Regions from separate parts of the Pan troglodytes genome. Here region 1 is linked to region 2. The links are chromatin contacts, called in public Hi-C maps. All regions are on one chromosome and are shown on one strand. The core of a region is the stretch at or near the end of the contact, and the rest is flanking DNA. Distances in the headings are between cores, read along the strand shown. Region 1 holds the start of ZNF665 (zinc finger protein 665). Region 2 overlaps ZNF160 (zinc finger protein 160).

The links. Hi-C and Micro-C count contacts between places; a contact is called where the count stands out from the background.
Region 1: a contact with region 2 is called in a Hi-C map of induced pluripotent stem cells, with 2.4 times the contacts expected there. The contact joins the promoter of ZNF665 here to the enhancer-like site in region 2. A contact is called at or near these places in 2 of 7 Hi-C or Micro-C datasets (both in induced pluripotent stem cells).

Annotation. Positions count from the first base shown.
Region 1 is chr20:56,028,272-56,032,773 of NHGRI_mPanTro3-v2.0_pri, forward strand. It overlaps ZNF665 (zinc finger protein 665), which reads right to left and starts at 2,703. Exons shown (of 5, transcript XM_054672588.2): 1 at 2,623-2,703.
Region 2 is chr20:55,935,511-55,940,155 of NHGRI_mPanTro3-v2.0_pri, forward strand. The region is part of intron 1 of ZNF160 (zinc finger protein 160); the gene reads right to left. Among named protein-coding and RNA genes, the nearest start is that of ZNF160, 9.4 kb to the right of the region's middle. Within about 2 kb of position 3,116, at least 5 of the 24 cell types and tissues checked have an H3K27ac peak or open chromatin away from gene starts, as enhancers often do. A contact at or near this core is called in induced pluripotent stem cells, where this site is marked.

The sequences.
Region 1 (4,502 bases), core at 1,453-3,952, 92 kb after region 2:
GGCCAAGGTGGGTGGGTTACCTGAGATCAGGAGTTCAAGACCAGCCTGGCCAACATGGTGAACCCCCTTCTCTACTAACAATACAAAAATTATCTGGGCGTGGTGGTGGACACCTGTAATCCCAGCTACTTGGGAGGCTGAGGCAGGAGAATTGCTTGAGCCCGGGAAGCGGAGGTTGCAGTGAGCCAAGATCGTGCCATTGCACTCCAGCCTGGGTGACAGAGCAAGACTCCGTCTCAAAAACAGACCAACAAACAAAAAACAATTGGGTAAACCAAGGAAAATGTTTCCCTGAGTTCTATGAGCTGCTCGGGCAAATTAATAGCACCTCAGGAAGGGATGAGGAGAATCCCAAATTTATACTCAATGGATCCGAAGCTCCGAATCTGGGACTTGGGGCTGGTATCTGAAGTGGGAACCCTCAACTAGTGGGATCTAATGCTAACTCTGGGTAGATAGTGTCCGAATTGAATTAAATTATTGGACAGTCAGGTAGTGTTTGTTGAAGAACTGCGTGTTGGTGAGGAGAAATCCCCACCCCACACGTTTTGGTGATGAGAGGCGATGCATTCTTTGTTGAGCGTTCATTACTTGATTATGAGAGTGGGAAAAACACTTTGGTTTTTCCTCCTCACTCATACACTTGCCTACACATTACCCCATCCTGGGAAAAGGAAAGAGGATGACCCATAACTGAATGAGTCAAGTCACTGCCCTCTGGTAGAACAGAGATTGCAAATAGAAGCTAACCTCTGATGCCAGGAAGTATAAAATGCACATGTCTTATAGACAAAACTTTTGTGATTCTCACCAGCATCTCCATAACAGAAATAAAATATATACATATAAAATTTGTTAGATTATTAGGGGCTGGGCACAGTGGCTCATGCCTGTAATCCCAGCACTTTGGGAAGCTGAGGTGGGTAGATCACCTGAGGTCAGGAGTTCGAGACCAGCCTGGTCAACATAGTGAAACCCCATCTCTACTAAAAATACAAAAGTTAGCCAGGTATGGTGGTGCATGCCTGTAATCCCAGCTACTCGGGAGGCTGAGGCAGGAGAATCGCTTGAACACAGGAGGCGGAGTTACAGTGAGTCGAGATCGTGCCATTGCACGCCAGTCTGGGAAATAGAGTGAGATTCTGTCTTAAGAAAAAAAAATTTGTTAGATTATGGATACAGAAATCAATATATCATGATGTAATTATCCATATCCAATGAAACCACCATGCATCTGGGCCATAGTCCCCCTCTTTCTTCCTTCCTGTGTGTTTCCCTCCCTCATTCTGTACATCTCTCTCATTCTCTTCTTCTCTCTCCTTGTTTCTTTTCTGTGTTTCAGCCTGGGTCTCTGCTCCTCATTTTGAGCCCCTCTCTTCTCCTGCTGTTTCTCCTTCCCTCTATTCCTTCTCTTCCACTTGTTCTGCTCCATTCTTGCAACTTGTTTCACCTCTTATTCCTCTTTCACCCCAGTCTTTTGGTTGTCCCCAATCTCCATATATTTCTGCCTCTTTCTTCCCTTATCTCTGCTCTCCCTGTTAAATCCCCTCTTCCCTGTTTCACTTCCTTGTCCCCACTCTTTGGCACCCCCAGATCCCAGGTCTCCCCCTGCTGTGGTTCTCCCTCTGCTCTCCTTGTCACGGGCTGCCCCTTCTTGCTGTCCCAGCACCACGCTGCTCTGTCTGTCCTGGCTCCAAATACCCGCTCCTCTCCCTAACTCTCTGTCTGAGGAGCTGCCCCTCTCCCTACCTTGCTGTCCTTCATCTCTCTAGACATCGAGCTTTTCTCTACATTTCTCCAGTTGTTTCTCCATCCCGTTACTTTCTCAGCGACCTCTTTCGCCCTTACTGTCTCTGCAAATCCTGACCCATCCTCTACTTTGCCATGTTTATTGGTTCCCCTCATTCTTTCCTCTGTCTCCGTTTTTCTACTTTTCTCTCAGCCCCTCTCTCTGTCTCCTGATCCCCTTGGCCCACACATTCACAGGGAGGGTTTGGAGTAAGACACCTGGATCCTGGAGGAGCACATTTTCCAGCGGGTGGAGCTGGGCAGGCAAGAACACCGGGTATCACAGGACAAGCCCCGGGCACCTCCCCAGCGCGGGCTCAGGGGAAACGGTGACTGCGAAGGGGAGGCCTAGGGAGCAGCAGGGCCCCGCACGAGGAGGAGAGAGGTGGGGGGCGACAGCGCCTTAGGAGAGGGGTGGGGTATGCAGGATCCCAGAACCAGGCAGAGGCGCGGCCTCCCCGGGACTGGGGCTGCGGCGCTAACGCTCCAGTAACCGACTAGGGCGAGGTTAGGGGACGGTAAAATCCTGCACCCACTTCGCAGATGAGGACTTCACAGGGCGCAGGGTTTTAAGTAAAGGGTTTTAAGCAGGAAACGGCGCAGGAAAGGAGGTGTCTGCATGGTCTGAAGGCCGAAAGACCGCGGGCAGGACCAGCCTGTGTGATTTTAACCCAAAGCGATGCGACCCCCAGAGTCTCGCGGCAACGTCTGAATTTACATGGAATGGAGGGAGCCGTGCGGGGACTTTAAGGGCTATAGGAACCCCCGGACATCGGGTACGGAGGAGCAGGGGACTCCGAAACGCAGGTTTAATCTAGATAGAGGGAAACTCACGCGGCGACTAACAGCCTTCACTCCAAGAGATCTGCTTCCGGGTTTGCAAGAAACTGCCCGCGCAGTAGGCAAAGGGGCGGGTTGCGGTGGGGAAAGGCCGGGCGTTGGGAGGGACTGAGAGCATAGGGTGGGCGGGGCCGGGGCGGGGCCTGAACCCAGGAGGCGGAGGTTGCAATGAGCCGATATCGCGCCATTGCACTCCAGCCTGGGTGACAGAGTGAGACTTCGTCTCTCCTAAAAAAAAAAAAAAACAAAACTTAGGCTATCTAAAAGTTTAACCAATGGCCAGTAATATAAGCAATCATGCATATGTAATGAAGGCTCCATAACAACCCAAAAGGAGAGGATTCAGCGGAGCTTCTGGATAGGTGAACACTGGGAGGCTCCTGCAGCGTGGTGCACCCAGGGAGGGCACCAAGGCTCAACGCCCCTTCTCCCATGCCTCACCTCACTGATCCCTTCCATCTGGCTGTTCTTCTGTCAACTTTGTAATATCCTTTATAATACGTAAATCTATGTAAAGTGTTTCCCTGTATTTTGTGAGCCACTCTAGCAACTTCGTTGAACCTGAGGAGGGGGTCAAGGGACTCCTGGATTTATATCTGATCTGTAAGCACAAGTCACAACCTGTGCTTGTGACTGGCATTGAAATGTGTGCACTATTGTGGGACTGAGCCCTCAACGTGTGGGATCTGATGCCATGTCCCGGCAAAATGGAACGGAATGAGAGAACACGCACCTGGTGTCTGTGGCAGGATTGCTTGCTTGGTGTGTGTGGGAAAACCCAGTACCTCTGGGCTAACGGTAGCATTCTGTGTTGTGAGAGAACAGTAGAAGAAACTGAATCAGTGTTTCCTATATTCTTAAATACGAATATGTGAGGTTTTTTTTTTTTTTTTTTTTTTTTTTGACAAGAGTCTAGCTCTTGTCGCCCAGGCTGGAATGCAATGGCATGATCTCGGCTCACTGCAACCTCCGCCTCCCGGGTTCAAGCGATTCTCCTGCCTCAGCTTCCCGAGTAGCTGGGATTACAGGTGCCTGTCACCACGCCCGGCCAATTTTTGTATTTTTAGTAGAGATGGGGTTTTGCCATGTTGGCCAGGCTGGTCTCGAACTCCTGACCTCGTGATCTGCCCGTCTCGGCCTCCCAAAGTGCTGGGATCTCAGGCGTGAGCCACCGCGCCCGGCGTGAAGGCATTTTTGAGCAAGTTATGTCTCCCTAATTCTGTTTTATTGTACTTTTCCCTAACTAGTTATAATAGCCTCTAAATCTGTGTGGAGTTTTCAGTTTTGTGGACAATACAATAAATAGACAAATAAAAACCCAAACACAAGCTGATCTCTATAGAAGTGTTAGATATTATTTTCAACACACTAAGTGATATTCAGTATCTAGATAAGCTAAAGCACGAATGATGTCTTCTGAGGTGACAAGGTCCACAGTGGCTTTACAGAAACACTGGCCAGAAGTAAAAACTGTGATGATAATGGCAATAGCAATGACTGACTTTTCTGAACACTATGTGCAAGGCATTATTCGGAATACTTTACCTGTATTAACTCAAATGACAACATAATAGCCCATGAGAAAAAGAGCTTTTCCTGTCTTACTAGGAAACAACTGTGTCGGCCGGGCGCTGTGGCTCACGCCTGTAATCCCAGCACTTTGGGAGGCCGAGCTGGGCGGATCACGAGGTCAGGACCGGATCACGAGCCGGGCGGATCACGATGGTCACCAGGAGACCATCCTGGCTAACACGGTGAAACCCCGTCTCTAATGATAATACAAAAAAATTAGCCGGGCGTGGTGGCGGGCGCCTGTAGTACCAGCTACGCTACTCGGGAGGCTGAGGCAGGAGAATGGCGTGAACCCGGGAGGC
Region 2 (4,645 bases), core at 1,866-4,365:
CCTTTCCATTTCTATTCCCCGCGCACTCAGGAAGGACAGCGTCAACCTCGGTTCCAGAGCAGGGCTAAGGCCTATGTATTAGTTAGGTCAATAAGTTGCTTTTTAAAAAGCAGTAACTTTTTACAAATAGAAATAAATTCCATTGTTCTTCCTTTATCCCATTCCACTCTTGAGATGACGGCCTCAAATACCTTTGAGATAAACTTTGTCATTGTAATATGCTTATGTCAATAATTTCTACATATAGCATAATTTGAAATTCACTTTACATGCATTCCAAAAGTACTTGAAGAAACGGAAGAGAAACCAAAGAACATAGATTACAATATTTAAATAAAAATTGTTTTCTAAGTACTTATTTTAATCTGTTGTAGAAAAAAAGCCTGTAAAATCGTCTTCAGAAAACATTTACATTTATATTCACCTCAAGGGTAATTCATTTTGCAAGATTTTAAGCGTATTTGATAGGGTATTTTTTTTTTCTTTTGAGACAGAGTCTCCCTCTGTCGCTCAGGCTGGAGTGCAACGGCGCGATCTTGGCTCATTGCAACCTCTGCCTCCTGGGTTCAAGCGATTCTCCTGTCTCAGCCTCCCAAGTAACCAGGATTACAGGCACACGCCACTAGGCCCAGCTAATTTTTTTTGTATTTTTAGTAGAGACGGAGTTTCACCACATTGGCCAGGGTGGTCTCAAACTCCTGACCTCAAGTGATCCACCTGCTTTGGCCTCCCAGAGTGCTGGGATTACAGGCGTGAGCTACCATGCTGGCTGGATATTCTCCTTCATATGAACCCTATACAAAGTAAAACTAGATTATCAAATATTAAATGGCATCGTATCTACTAGCAATAATTTTACGGCAACATCTGTGAATTTACCTCTACTTTGAAGTATGTTTGCCTCTCACATCCCCACATGTGGAAGATTTCATCAATGGAAAAGTGGTGATTAATTGAAAATACAATTGTTTAGACAGGAAAAATAGCATATTTCACAACTACATCTACAGTTTCAAAAGATATGGTGTCTGGGATAGATTTGGGGACTTTTGCAAGGTAGACTGCTCTGTGTTATGCAATATTGCTAAGTACCTATGTTGACAAGAAAGCAGTTTCAGCATGGACTTCCATGATCCCAAGCAAAGAAATGATTTGATTTTGGATCTTTTCATTAAATTGAGAATAGTAGGGGTGAATCTGATTATAGATGAAAGCCATGAATCCATTTTGTATATGCAGAGTTTAAATGCTTATACATTTTCATTGAAGCAAAATCAACATATTCACAAGAGATTTAAAAAGGATATTTCTGGCCGGGCACGGTGGTTCATGCCTGTAATCCAAGCACTTCACTCTGGGAGGCCGAGGCAGGTGGATCACCTGAGGTCAGGAGTTCAAAATAAGCCTGGCCAACATGGTGAAACGCTGTCTCTACTAAAAATACAAAAATTAGCCAGGCGCGGTGGCAGCGCCTGTTATCCCAGTTACTAGGGAGGCTGAGGCAGGAGAATCACTTGAACCTGGGAGGCAGAGGCTGCAGTGAGCCAAGATCGTGCCACTGCACTCCAGCCTGGGCAACAGAGCAGGACTCCATCTAAAAAAACAAAAAAAAGAAGAAAGGATGGAAAGGGGAGGCTTAACCTTTGCTATCTGCTAGGATTACAGGGTCAAAATCGGCTTCTACATTGTCAACACATAACACCAAGTGAAACTCAAAAATAATGAACTTGCCCTGGTACCTTGGCCTTTGAGACTCGGCACTGAATCCAGCCTGGGCAACATAGTAAGACCCCATCTATACAAAAAAATTGAGAAATTATCCAGGTGCGGTGGTGCATGTCTATAGTCCCAGCTATTCAGGAGGCTGAAGTGAGTGTGAGATTGCAGTGAGCTATGATCGCACCACTCCAGCCTGGGTGACAGAGCCTGTCTCAAAAAACAAAAAACAGAAGAAAAAAGCTTTGAAGGGCACTCAGCCTTCACTGTGGGTGTACTGAATGTTCCTGTCACACATAAGAGACATCATTAACTGCTAAAGGAAAATTTCAGCTAATTGAAAAAATTAGATGCACCAACTTCATTTCAAAGCCATATACATTTAAAATTCCCTTACAATTGTGTAATAGATCAACAATTGAAAGATAAGGAAACAAGGCATTAGTGATGCACATGCTCCAATGAGACCCCGATATCATACAAGGTAACACTCCAAACTATTTTATCTTCCAAAATGCATCTGAAAGCTTCTTGATCTACAACACAAAATACTCCAAAATACCAAGTAACCCAGAAATTTATCTCTGAGATTTTCCCTATAATTCCTCTATTTTAAAAAGTATTCTTTATGTTTAAGGGAATGGTTGGCGACCTAAATTACCAGATACCCTTCCTCCACACACCCTGGTCCAGGGTCCTTGAAACGCCCCTGGACCTAAGCCCAGACTTCTCTTTCTTCCATCCCGGTGCCTGGCAAATAGAAATGGAAACGATGTTCCGATCGTTGTCACTATGAAACTGAACACAGCACAAGTAGAAATTTCACCTTCGTTTCATCCTCTAAACAGACAAATCAGGTCCCGGATTAATTAAACGGTTCTAATTGCCAGTTCCAGGATGAAACCACTGCCCCACAGGGACCATCCGCTGATGCCCCTGCACCCCTCCTGGTACCCTGAGCTAAGATGAGTTGTGATCCTCTTAATGGTAGGATGCCTGTCTCCACCTGCAAACAAAATGAGTTTTTCACTTAAATCGTTTTCAATGTAAGAGTAAAAAAACCTTAGCCTTCAATTAAGTGGCCCAGTACAATTCTGTTCTTTTGCCTTAAATTGTTTGAAATGTTGGATTAACTGAAAATAAGCAGGAAGCGTCCCTGGACTGAAAATAAGCCGGAAGCATCCCTGCTTATTAACTGAAAATAAGCAGGAAGCATCCCCGGCTAATTTCAATGAGCTGAAACTTTATTTTAGCAGTGCAATGCTGTCGATCCAGTCCTAGTGGAGAGAAAGGCTGACAGCAGAAAATGACCTGGGGCCAAGAGGAGTAGAGAGCCCAGACCCGCTCCTTTCCCGGCCCTGCCCGCTTCCCACAGCCCAGACTGCACCATAGCAGCTTCCACCCTCTCATCCCGCCGCCCTCTTCCAGCCCTTTCCCGTTGCCCAGACCCCACCCCAGGGCGACTTTTACCCTTCTCACCCCGCCCCCTCCCCACTGCCCAGGCCCCGCCCCCACGGTAGTTCCACCCTCCCACCCCACCCTCTTCCAGCCCTTTCCCGTTGCCCAGACCCCACCCCAGGGCGACTTTCACCCTTCTCACCCCGCCCCCTCCCCACTGCCCAGGCCCCGCCCACAGCAGTTCCACTCTCCCACACGACCCTCTTGCACCCCTTTCCCATTGCCCAGACCCCACCTCACGGTGGCTTCCACCCTCCCCACCCTGGCCTCTCCCCACTATCCAAGACCCGCCTCTCGCTGGCGACAGCTCCCGCCCAGAATCCGCTTCCAGTTTTCTCACCGGCAGGAGAGCATTCAGGCCTTTCAGGGCACTCCAGCCCTGTCCAACCACACTCGGAATCCACCATCCCACCAGACGTTAAAATCCCCAGGTGCGCTCATGGGATTGGTAGCGAGTCCCAGCGTTTCCGCGGGAAACTCTGAGACCCGGTGGCTCTGCAGCTTTTCTATGATTTGAACCCTCTCCTTGATTTGGAGACTGGATTGCTCTTTTTAATACTCCCAGTTGGTGGCTGGTGTGCTTCCCAGCTGTCTGCAGGCTTGTTCTCATGAGAGATGACTCCAGAGTGTCTAGTCTTTGCTTTGCATAACGGATGAGGAATACAAAATGTCTTAATCTTATGAATATATAAATTGTCTGTTTATGCACAATGTTCAGTCGTTTATTCACTCATCTCCCGTGGAATCCTAAGCACAATTATAAAAGAGTCACATTACATGAGATCATCGTCTAACACAGACAAAGCTTCTGTCTCAATAACAGTAAATAATAATAGCAACATTAAATGAAATATCAGTATTGCTAAAATGGGAGTGTAGTAAAAATTAAATAAGTAAATAATTAAAAGGAAATGCTATATGGTCAGGTGCGGTGACTTAATGCTTGTAATCCCAGCACTTTGGGAGGCCGAGGTGGACAGATCATATGAAGTCAGGAGTTCAAGACCAGCTGACCAACATGGTAAAACCCTGTCTCTACTAAAAATACAAAAAAATGACCCAGGAGTGGTGGCACACGCCTGTAGTCCCAGCTACTCCGGAGCTTGAGGCAGGAGAATTGCTTGAACTCAGGAGACAGAGGTTGCAGTGAGCTGAGATCGCACCACTGGACTCCAGCCTGGGAGACAGAACGAGACTCCGTCTCGAAATAAATAAATAACTGAATGAATGAATGAAATATTAGGCCATTTTTATGGTCTTCACTTTGGGAGACTGATGTATGCAGGGGTGGACTGCATGTTCGTCCTTGGGGTGGTCTTTTTCGTGAGAAGGGAGCTGAGCAGGACCAGCTGAGGGGCAGAGCCAAGGGCCCTTCATGGAGACCACTCTGCTTACCAACCTGTGGAAGGGCAAGCGCAAGTCCACCCAGAAACACATCTGGCTGACTATGGGATCCCTGTCTGAGGCTCAG